2 separate regions of the Danio rerio genome follow, and region 2 is linked to region 1. Evidence: chromatin contacts called from public Hi-C data. All regions are on one chromosome and are shown on one strand. The core of a region is the stretch at or near the end of the contact, and the rest is flanking DNA. Distances in the headings are between cores, read along the strand shown. Region 1 overlaps kif5c (kinesin family member 5C). Region 2 holds the start of acmsd (aminocarboxymuconate semialdehyde decarboxylase).

Evidence for each region. Hi-C and Micro-C count contacts between places; a contact is called where the count stands out from the background.
Region 2: a contact with region 1 is called in a Hi-C map of an unstated tissue, with 4 times the contacts expected there. The contact joins the promoter of acmsd here to the enhancer-like site in region 1. A contact is called at or near these places in 2 of 18 Hi-C or Micro-C datasets (caudal fin and an unstated tissue).

Annotation. Positions count from the first base shown.
Region 1 is chr9:24,806,592-24,811,175 of GRCz12tu, forward strand. kif5c (kinesin family member 5C) reads right to left here. Exons shown (of 25, transcript NM_001123275.1): 16 at 1,439-1,627; 17 at 947-1,064; 18 at 391-467. Among named protein-coding and RNA genes, the nearest start is that of kif5c, 26 kb to the right of the region's middle. Within about 2 kb of position 1,455, at least 6 of the 62 cell types and tissues checked have an H3K27ac peak or open chromatin away from gene starts, as enhancers often do.
Region 2 is chr9:24,869,238-24,874,284 of GRCz12tu, forward strand. It overlaps acmsd (aminocarboxymuconate semialdehyde decarboxylase), which reads right to left and starts at 2,840. Exons shown (of 10, transcript NM_001089494.1): 1 at 2,695-2,840; 2 at 1,348-1,392. The coding sequence starts at 2,751. tmem163a (transmembrane protein 163a) reads left to right here and starts at 4,380. Exons shown (of 8, transcript NM_001128536.1): 1 at 4,380-4,734.

The sequences.
Region 1 (4,584 bases), core at 205-2,704:
ACACATTAGTAAAATGCCAACTCTTCCAGCAAACAACATCTACTTTGACCCTTAAAGAATGTAGCTGCAAATGAGGCCCAGAAGAGTGTTTGTGTTGTCAAAATGTTGTGTAAAAAATTCAGATACGATAATGGCATGTACTTGCCCTGAAAGCATTTTTTGTGTTCAAAATAAGTCTTATAGATGTATAAATGTTAACTTAGTGGTTAAAAAAAAAGGTGAATATTGAGCTGTCGGTAAAAATCGCTTTGGGCTACTCTAAGGCATCTGTTATATTTTTACAGAGAGCCCAAATTTAGCCTTGTTTTAGCCAAGATGTGTATGTTTAGATGTCTATTTCTTATGGACATAGTAGCTTGAGGTTTCAGAGGCAGTGTTTGTGTTTTTCACCTTCATTTCTTCAGCATCCTGCATTCTGCTCATGTGTTCCTTCTCCTTATCCAGGACTGAAACCTCATGCATCCTTTCTGTAACAACCAAAATGATGGCAAAGATTTCTGAATATTTTTAAATCTACAGACATGGAAAAATTATATAACCAATTAAAAATGTTCAGTTCCTCTGGATTTAATGGATTTATTTGGTATGGGGTTGAGTAAAATATCTTTCTAATTTCAAATGATGGTATTGTCGATTAAAGCAATCTTTTTAAAAAAAATGTTTTTATTTGTTGTGATTGAAAATGAGGTTTATTCCTCCAAATATTGATTTCTTAACTCTTTTAAAGCTAAAACATTGGCATTTTGTTGTGTAAAAATGAATATAAAATGTCTGTAAACTTTTATGAAAGGCATTTTTGTTGCTATAAATGTAGATTATTTTCAATTGGTCTCCTAAGTTTATCCATAGCTGTGTTCAAACTTACTTTTAAGTGTGCTTGTTTTTCATTTTCACATTACCACATTTTTTTTGTGACAGATTTAGCAAGATTTTAAACCACAAAGACCTTCTGCATGGAGTTTAGCGAGTTCCTCTGTCAGTGAATCATGGCTTTCCTCCAGCTGTCTCTTCTTCTGTTCCATGTTCTGCATGTAGTCTGTGAGGGATTTGATCTTTGCTTGATGCTGGACACAGGAAGAAAAAAACATAAAACACAAAAAAACAATGTTTAGATTATTGTGCTTAAGAACTTATATTAATGGAATAGAACATTAAAAAACCTTTTTGTAAATGTAACAATCTTTAATCAGTTAATATAGGGGCAAAAATAAAAAGTGTATACAGGAAAACTAAAACAGATAATCTGCAAAAAAAATCTATATATCACTATTCTTAAAATGAGAAAAAAAGCTGTGAAAAAATGAAACTTACAAACCATTTAAAATAGAGCCGTTACATTTTTTCTTTCTTTTTAAAATCATCAGGAGATCAAAGAGAAGAATCGCCCATGTGTCTGGATACTGATCACTAGGGGGCGCAGTTGACTGCTTGTGTGTACCTGAGAAATCAGCATCTGACAGGACGCCAGCTCTTTCTCGTTGGCCTGCATTTTACGCATGGTGTCGCTCTGCGTGCTCTCTAGCTGTTTACTGCGGTTGACCAGAGACTTTACTTCTGACTTCATCTTACTGATGAAGAGCCGTGCCATAGTGAATTCCTCCTCCATTCCTCCATTCAGCTCTGACAACTGAATAAAGACAGAGAAACAGCAGGAACTCAGGTAAAAACCACTTCAATACATTTTAAATTACATCATTTAAATGAGCTCATGTAGGTTCCAGTTTAAAAGTATGCTGTGAGAAATTAATCATTTAAATCAATAATGCTAGTAATCAGGTGGTATGATGTTAAATTTATCAATGGTGAAGTAAACACATTTAAGTATTACAAAATTTATCAGTTTGAAACAAATGCTGTCATCTAACTTTCTATAAATAAAATAATTCTTATTTATTATCTCTCATACCTCATTGATATCACTTTTTTTTTTTTTTTTACCAAAAAAGCTGTTCCACCATCTTCAAATTATATAATGATAATCTAAGTACAGTACATTTATTATGTATTATACCTACTATATTATTATATGCTTATATACCAGTTAACATTAACATTATTTCTGAAGGATCATATGGCACAGAGGATTGGAGTAAAATTTTAAAATATTTTTTAACGATTATTAAATGTTTTAACAATTACGTAATAATTCAGTTTATATATATATATATATATATATATATATATATATATATATATATATATATATATATATATATATATATATATATATATATATATATATATATATATACACACACAGTTAAAGTCAGAATTATTAGCACCCCTTTGAATTTTGTTTAATAATGATGATGTTGTACAGAAATGATGTTAATAATGATGTTTAACAGAAAAAGGAAATTTTCACAGTATGTCTGGTAATATTTTTTCTTCTGGGGAAAGTCTTATTTGTTGTATTTCAGCTAGAATAAAAGCAGTTATAATTTTTTTTAAACACCATTTAAGACACAAAATTATTACCCCTTTTAAGCTATATTTTTTTCAATAGTCTACAGAACAAACCATTATACAATAACTTGCCTAATTACCCTATCCTGCTTAGTTAACCTAATTAACCTAGTTAAGCCTTTAAATGACACTTTAAGCTGTATAGAAGTGTCTTGAAAAAGATCTAGTAATATATTATTTTCTGTCATCATGGCAAAGATAAAATAATTCATTTATTTAAAATGAGTTATTAAAACTATTATGTTTAGAAATGTGTTGAAAAAATCTCTCCATTAAACAGAAATTGGGGAAACAAATAAACAGGGGGGCTAATAATTCAGGGGGACTAATAATTCTGACATCAACTGTACATACAACAGTTCTGTCTGGTTCTTAAATCTGATTGACTGATAGCTGTGAGATATTTAAGTAATATCAGCACCCGTACAGCCTCTTTACCCTTTGTGTATTACTCTGCCCACATCCAGTCAGCAACAAGCAAAGGACAGTCTACAGTTTGACAAATATTTCAGCTGTTGAACAACATCATAGATATATACATTAGATGTCGCCTACCCTGTTGTTGTCTATTGGAAGGTATGCGTCAATAGAGCCGCCGTTTTAGTACAGGGTAAGACTGGAGGACTGTGGCCATCTAGAGCCAGATAATTACACATATATACATATATCTATGATCGGGAGTTTTATCGGAGGTCAGTATGCTAAATTATTTTTATAAATTACGAAATTATATTTTACATCACTTTTCTACATTGATGGACAACTGATCGCACAGGCATTCCCGAAAAAAAGCTTATGTTTGTGTTTATGGAAATGTACTATCTACCCTTCCTGAAACACACCTCCTTTACTGCTTTCACTTCTCATACTGACGAGGGGAGCTATTCGTTTGTGAATGAATCTCCGTTTTGATAACTCCTTTACTAGCCGACAATAATACAAGTTTTTGGCAGCGCAGCATCTCATTTTCATATTTCTTTTGCATTGTTTGCTGATTTTATTCAACAAAACTAGCATAAGCAGAGTATTTAGTGTGAGTTGATGCTACTTTGCCTTATGGTGAATTCAGTAAGTGACTGTATTATCATCAGTAACGTTACCTGTGCAGCACAAAAGTTCATAACATACAAAAACGTAAAAAACTGAATCTTACCTATGTAATGTTCTGCCTCTGTGCTTTGTTTCCTTTGTTTGCTTGTTACTACACCCGTAGACAGCGCTAAAGTCCAGCATTTTCACGTAATAACACTGTCTTGACTAGTGCGGTTGAATGACACTTGTCCTGGGAGCACTGTACAAATATGGCGGCGCTATCGACACATGCTCAGGATCCCTTTGTGATATCTAGTGTATATATCTATGGAACAACATAATGTGCTTTTGAGCCTTTTTTTAGTCAAGAATGTACTTGTTTAGATTGCAACTATGCTGTTTATTTATAAGAATAGAGCCTATTTTAAAATATTTACAAATTCTAAGAGACAGCTCGTTGGCGGCCATAGTCTGCCATACTGAGTAGTAGACTAAAGGCGGTTGACGTTTTCATTTACAAGATGGCGACAGGACCGCATAATAACATATTATAGAATACACCTTAAAAGAGACTTTGATAACAAACCCTTAGAAGACTAAGGGTGCTTTCACACATGTAGTTCGCTTCATTTGGTCCGGACCAAGGGTAATAAATGATACAAATGCCGTCTTTGGGTTGTTTTCACACCACACTGCTGGCTTTAGTCCGAACCAGTTGAAACGAACTAAAATGCCCTCATCTGACAAAATCACATCTCTCATTGGCCAGATGTTGTTGAACATATTTCCTAAACTGCTTATTGATTGGTCAGAATTCACGTGCAGGAAAATGCCAGTGAACTCCCGGAGGTAAACAAAACCTTTTACTCTGGAGGGACGACTGCGCTGGCTGATTGTATCCTTGCTTTAGACAAACTATACATTACGAGAATGAAGCGCGGCCGCGGCTGGAAAACAGTGTTTAATGCATCGCTCGTCACTTCAGGAAGAGACGTGAATTAATTTAGCTAAACTGTGACATGGTCATCTTGCGGAAATATTACCAACGATCCATCAGGTAATGTTTTCCCCTCTCTCCCTCTCTGT
Region 2 (5,047 bases), core at 1,590-4,089, 64 kb after region 1:
AGCAAAGTCAAATACTCAGTATTTCAATGCTATAACTTTTTTTGAAAGTTTTTGGCATAAAATTTACATTTTACACATATACTGTTCAGTGTATATTCATATTCAGTTCAAAGATACAATATTATGTTCAGAGTGTTAAATCATGTTATACTACAATTTCTTATTAAATTAATCAAACTTTGCTATACAACTCCAATTCTTAACATGTTGTTACATTTAGCATTTTCTCTGAAATATAGACTATGTTGTTTGTTAATTCTCTTCAGCAATGTGAGGTTTGATTTGTTATACAAACTTCTTATGAATTTCAGAACAAAATGATGAGCCCTGATCCATATTTTCTTTAAAAATATTCCTTTTAAAGCTGAACATGAACCCTGCTAGTTAAAATAATTATTATAATCAGTGATTAGGTCAGTGAAAACATTGAAAATCCTTTCTTAAAGATTAAAGAGAATGTAAAAAGAGCAGTTTCCTGGAATTGAGGTTGTAGTTCATTTAAGATTCCTTCATTCTTTATTCCATTTTGTTTCTTATACGGTAAATAGGCTCAGGCTGATTTATTAGTCTGAGTTTGTGTGAGAGTATTTGTACTCAAGGTGATCTAGTGTTGGTCTGATATTTTACTGACGCTAAACCCCATGTGGAGCTCAGCTGCTCAGAGAGGAGCCAAGGGAAGGCCTGCTGTCCTCTTTTTCCACCAGCAACAAACCCTCCTGATTATCATGCAGGTATTCTTAAAACTAAGGGCTTTATAGGAAGTTTTCTCATTCGAATAAATTAAAAGCAGCACTGGAAAGGAATTTAGGCAAACAACAAAAAAGTGCTGCTCAGTCTAGCAAAACATAATTATTAATGAGCATCTCTTCTCATAATTGTTTAGTCTTTCCATTTGAAAATAATAACTCCTATTGTAGCGAAGCAAAAAAATAAAATAAATAAAAATCAGCTAAGCAAAGGAGTAGGCCAGAAACCACCAGAGACAAGCAGCTGAAACACAGTACAGAGAAATCCAATTAATCTAAAGGCCTGCAGGTACTTGGAGAAGCTGGCAGATGCTTTAACATCGTCCTGCTCTGAGAGGAGGATCAGATCTGTCTCTGCTGCCCACTCATTCCTCACGGGGGTCGTAATGTACTCTCACACTTTCAGGAAGAGCTAGCATGAGATCATGCCAGCTGGATCTATAGCCAGGCATGCAAAACCTTTTCCGTCCAGCTGGTGTTCTTCCACCGTCATCAGGCTGAGCTACAGATCAAGCTGGTTTTCTCCATCAGCAATGATCAGGTGTGTAAGGCAATACATAATAATAATAATAACAATAAAATAAACATTTTTTAAACTTACTTTGCAGTGATGGTGAAGTTGAACGAATCCACCATATCCATATCTCTGTGAATCATGAACCAAAATGTTAATATTTCACTGTAAAAATTTAACAGAATACATTGTCTGCCATAAAAAGTCTGTTTGGATTTAAGTAAATACTTAAGAGTATATCATTAGATTTTTATCACAATGATTAATATGCCTTTATCTTGCTGTACATCAACAATTCTTTTAACCCTAAATGATGCAATGTGTATATCAAGAACAATCAAGTCAGAAGACATTTTCCCAGTCATATTCCAGGATGACAATTTTAGGATTCATTGGGCTCAGACTGTAAGGCTTCAGTTTCACATATGACTTGAACACCAATTGACCTGAACCCCACTGAATATTTTTGGGATGTACTAGACTTTACAAAGTGGTTTACCAGGGTCAAATACTGTATATAGGTACATATTTAGCTTTGATTATGTGCATTCAGCATGGCACTGTTTCGACAAACTTTGACAAAAGTTTCAACAAGTTGTACATTCAATTTTGGTTGGGATCTTTCATTGATTAAAACAATAAAGTCCTGATCAGTGCTTGCTAAATTCAAATAGTTGCTTTTTTTCCAGACAGGCAGTGCATTTCTACATAAATTATTAAAAAAAGTTAACCATGTTTCATATTTATCCTTTTAATTTCATCTTGATGACTGAAGTATTTAGTACAATGTTAATTAAATCAACTTGTAAAAATAATTTTATTTTAAAATAATTTTATTTTACACTTAGATTCATTGTTTGTTTTAGTGTGATGTCAAATAAGGTACTTTAACAGCATAATATAACAGATTTACGACAAATAAAAATTAAAAAACACCTGACAAATGATTACAAGGATTCCCTTTGCTCACTGAGATAAACAAACAATAAAGGTCAGGGTTAGTGTTCAAGCGCCTTCATTAATGTTTAACAGAAGCATTCCTTTCATAAGTTCGGGCAGTCTCATTTAACACTTTTAACACTGACAACATACTTGATATCAATAATAATATCTGATTATAAAGATACAAAAATAAAGACAAACTAATTTTTTACTAGAACTATGTTTAGCTGCTTTGACACAATCTACATTGTAAAAAGCGCTATAAATAAACATTATTGAATTGAACTATATATGACTAAGCACATTTTCTATACACAGTTCACCATTCAAATGTTGGCCTTTGTATTAAAATCTATCAGAGGCAGTTTAAAGGCATCAAGGTAACTGCTATGTGAAACATTGAAAAAAAAAATACATCATGTGAGCCTGGAAGTCTTGGTTACCCTTAATGACCCATAAAAAAGCATAAATGTTCCACCCTAAGCAACCTACCTGTTTTAAGTCTGGCCATTCCCTTGGTAAAATATGATTATGAATATCAACCTTCATTCTTCTGATTTTAAGTGCTCAAATCTCAGCACTGAAGCTTGTCAACTGAACATTCACCCTTGCGCTGTTGTGAATGTTCAGCGGTGTGTGAAACGGAAAACAAACATTCCCACCCCTGATCCCTGGCATTTTAAAACAGTCCAATGAAAAACCCTGAGAAGATAGAGACCAACCAGAATTAACTTATTATGACCTGTCAGCATAGATTTCATACCTGTAATAATTTTTTTAAATACAGATTATAGATTAACCTTTATCCAATATAGGCTACTGCAGACAGTAAAAAACACACACACAAAAAACACAAAAAGGTATTTATAATAAAATAAGGTTTATAAAATTGTCTGAGAAAGGTGAGTCTGCCTGCTGTGCAGTCTGTGAGAACTAGTTTCGATGAATTCAGACGTGCCCTAATAGTTCACCTCCTGCACATCACTGTCCTCTATTGGTGACTTAAGGCAGTGCATCAGAGACTGGCATTCATCTGACATCAAGACTTATCAACGCTGGCAGTTCAGATGCAAACACATACTAAATAACAATGTTTCGTTTATTTAAATCAAATGCACTAATGAAATTAAATAATCGACAAAACGAACCGATTTTTAATTTTTAACACCACTTTAGCATCTATATGCACATTTTACCCAAACGTGTGTTGAACAACGAGTCATGTAGTACGTAGTAATGTGGTAATTAATTACGTCCAAATTGTATTGCTACCTAGGCCTACTATTTAAGTTATGAAGTAAGTTCAATTTTAAGTTCAAATAACTTTTTTTGTATTGTTTGTATTTTTTACATTTAAAAAAAAAATTCTAATTGAAACCAAATTGAAATAGACGACACAGAATATTATCATTTTTAACAATTAAGTTAATTGTGTTTTATTTAAAATCGGGTTCTCACAGTAAAGAGTAGATGGAAACCCTGGGCTGGATCATCAATCAGTGGATTGCAGGAAGGGTTGATCAAAGAGGAAAACTTAACCTACTCCACTCCTCTTAGTTCCGGGTCTTGTTGTTGCTTATTAAAATGTCGTAAAAACGTCGCGTTTTGGATTCCGAGTTTTTTGTTCGAGGAAAATCGCAAACTAGTGTGTTTTGTCGGTGTTTAAGTTATGAAGCTTCAAAAGGAACGTTCAAAGTAACTTAAATTTAAAGTAAAATTACAGAGCAACAACATTTTAGATCAACGCAAATATGTGACCGCACATTGTTTAAAACATAAACGTTTTACTTATGTACAAAGAAATTTGACAGTCTCTTTGTTTATGTATTTAAAACTACTGCTTGTCCGATATTTCTTAGCGCAAACATCATTAGACTTGAATAAACACAGTTGAAAGGAACACAATCATAACATTGTGTCATTCAGTCGTTATCTCATTGAGGACTGGACAGGGCTCTGGCAGGCAGGTGAGGCAGTCAAACACTTGACAAGACTCTAATCTGTGTCCATCTGAAGGAGGAACTATAGGCTTTATCGCCTCTAGCTTCGATCGGATTGTGTCAAGATATGTTGAAACTGGAAAGCGTGACAGGATCTTAACCAAACTATCCCCATGTCGAATGGGTGGCTGCAGTTCTTGCGCTCGGATTGGAGTTGTTCTCGGTGGGAGGGTGCGGTGGGGGTCCGTTGCTGATGCTGGGCAGATTGCGTTTATCTCCGCATCTCTGCTCCGCTACCCTTAATGCTGCCACTGGATGGCTGCGCGACGCAGATCGACGTGAGATTATTTATTGAAGACTTCATTTGATTTAAAAAGCAAGAAAACAAATAAAGCTAACAATGACAGACAGTACGACTTCAGATCTGTGTCCTGTTCCCAATCCGACTATTGTGGACCCTTCGGCTGTGCGAAACGGACAATGCGCTGCTGCCCAGGATCCAAACCTACCCAAACGAGGGAGCCAGGGCGACCCTTTTAATGTGGACCAGGATCAGGAGATGAAAATCACAGATAGCGTTGAGGGCCAAGGTAAACATTTCTTATAGATATACAACAGACCAATGTCTACTTTTCTACAGTTGTTTTAGGATGCATTTAAAAGACAGGGATGTTCTTCAAAGTGTTTTGGTCTGGGATGTGATGTAAATAAGAGGGGCTCGCGAAGGTTGCGGTCCATTGGCGCACGCAGGCGCTCTTGAAGCTATTAATAATTCAGGTGTGCATAAAAACCATTCAGTTTTCAACATTATTTGTACGCTGTTTATAAATATATTGTCAGTTTCAGTGGAGCAGCTTCATTTCATTCAGTTTCGTCACGTCGCGAGGTCGCAAAGTGTCTGTCTA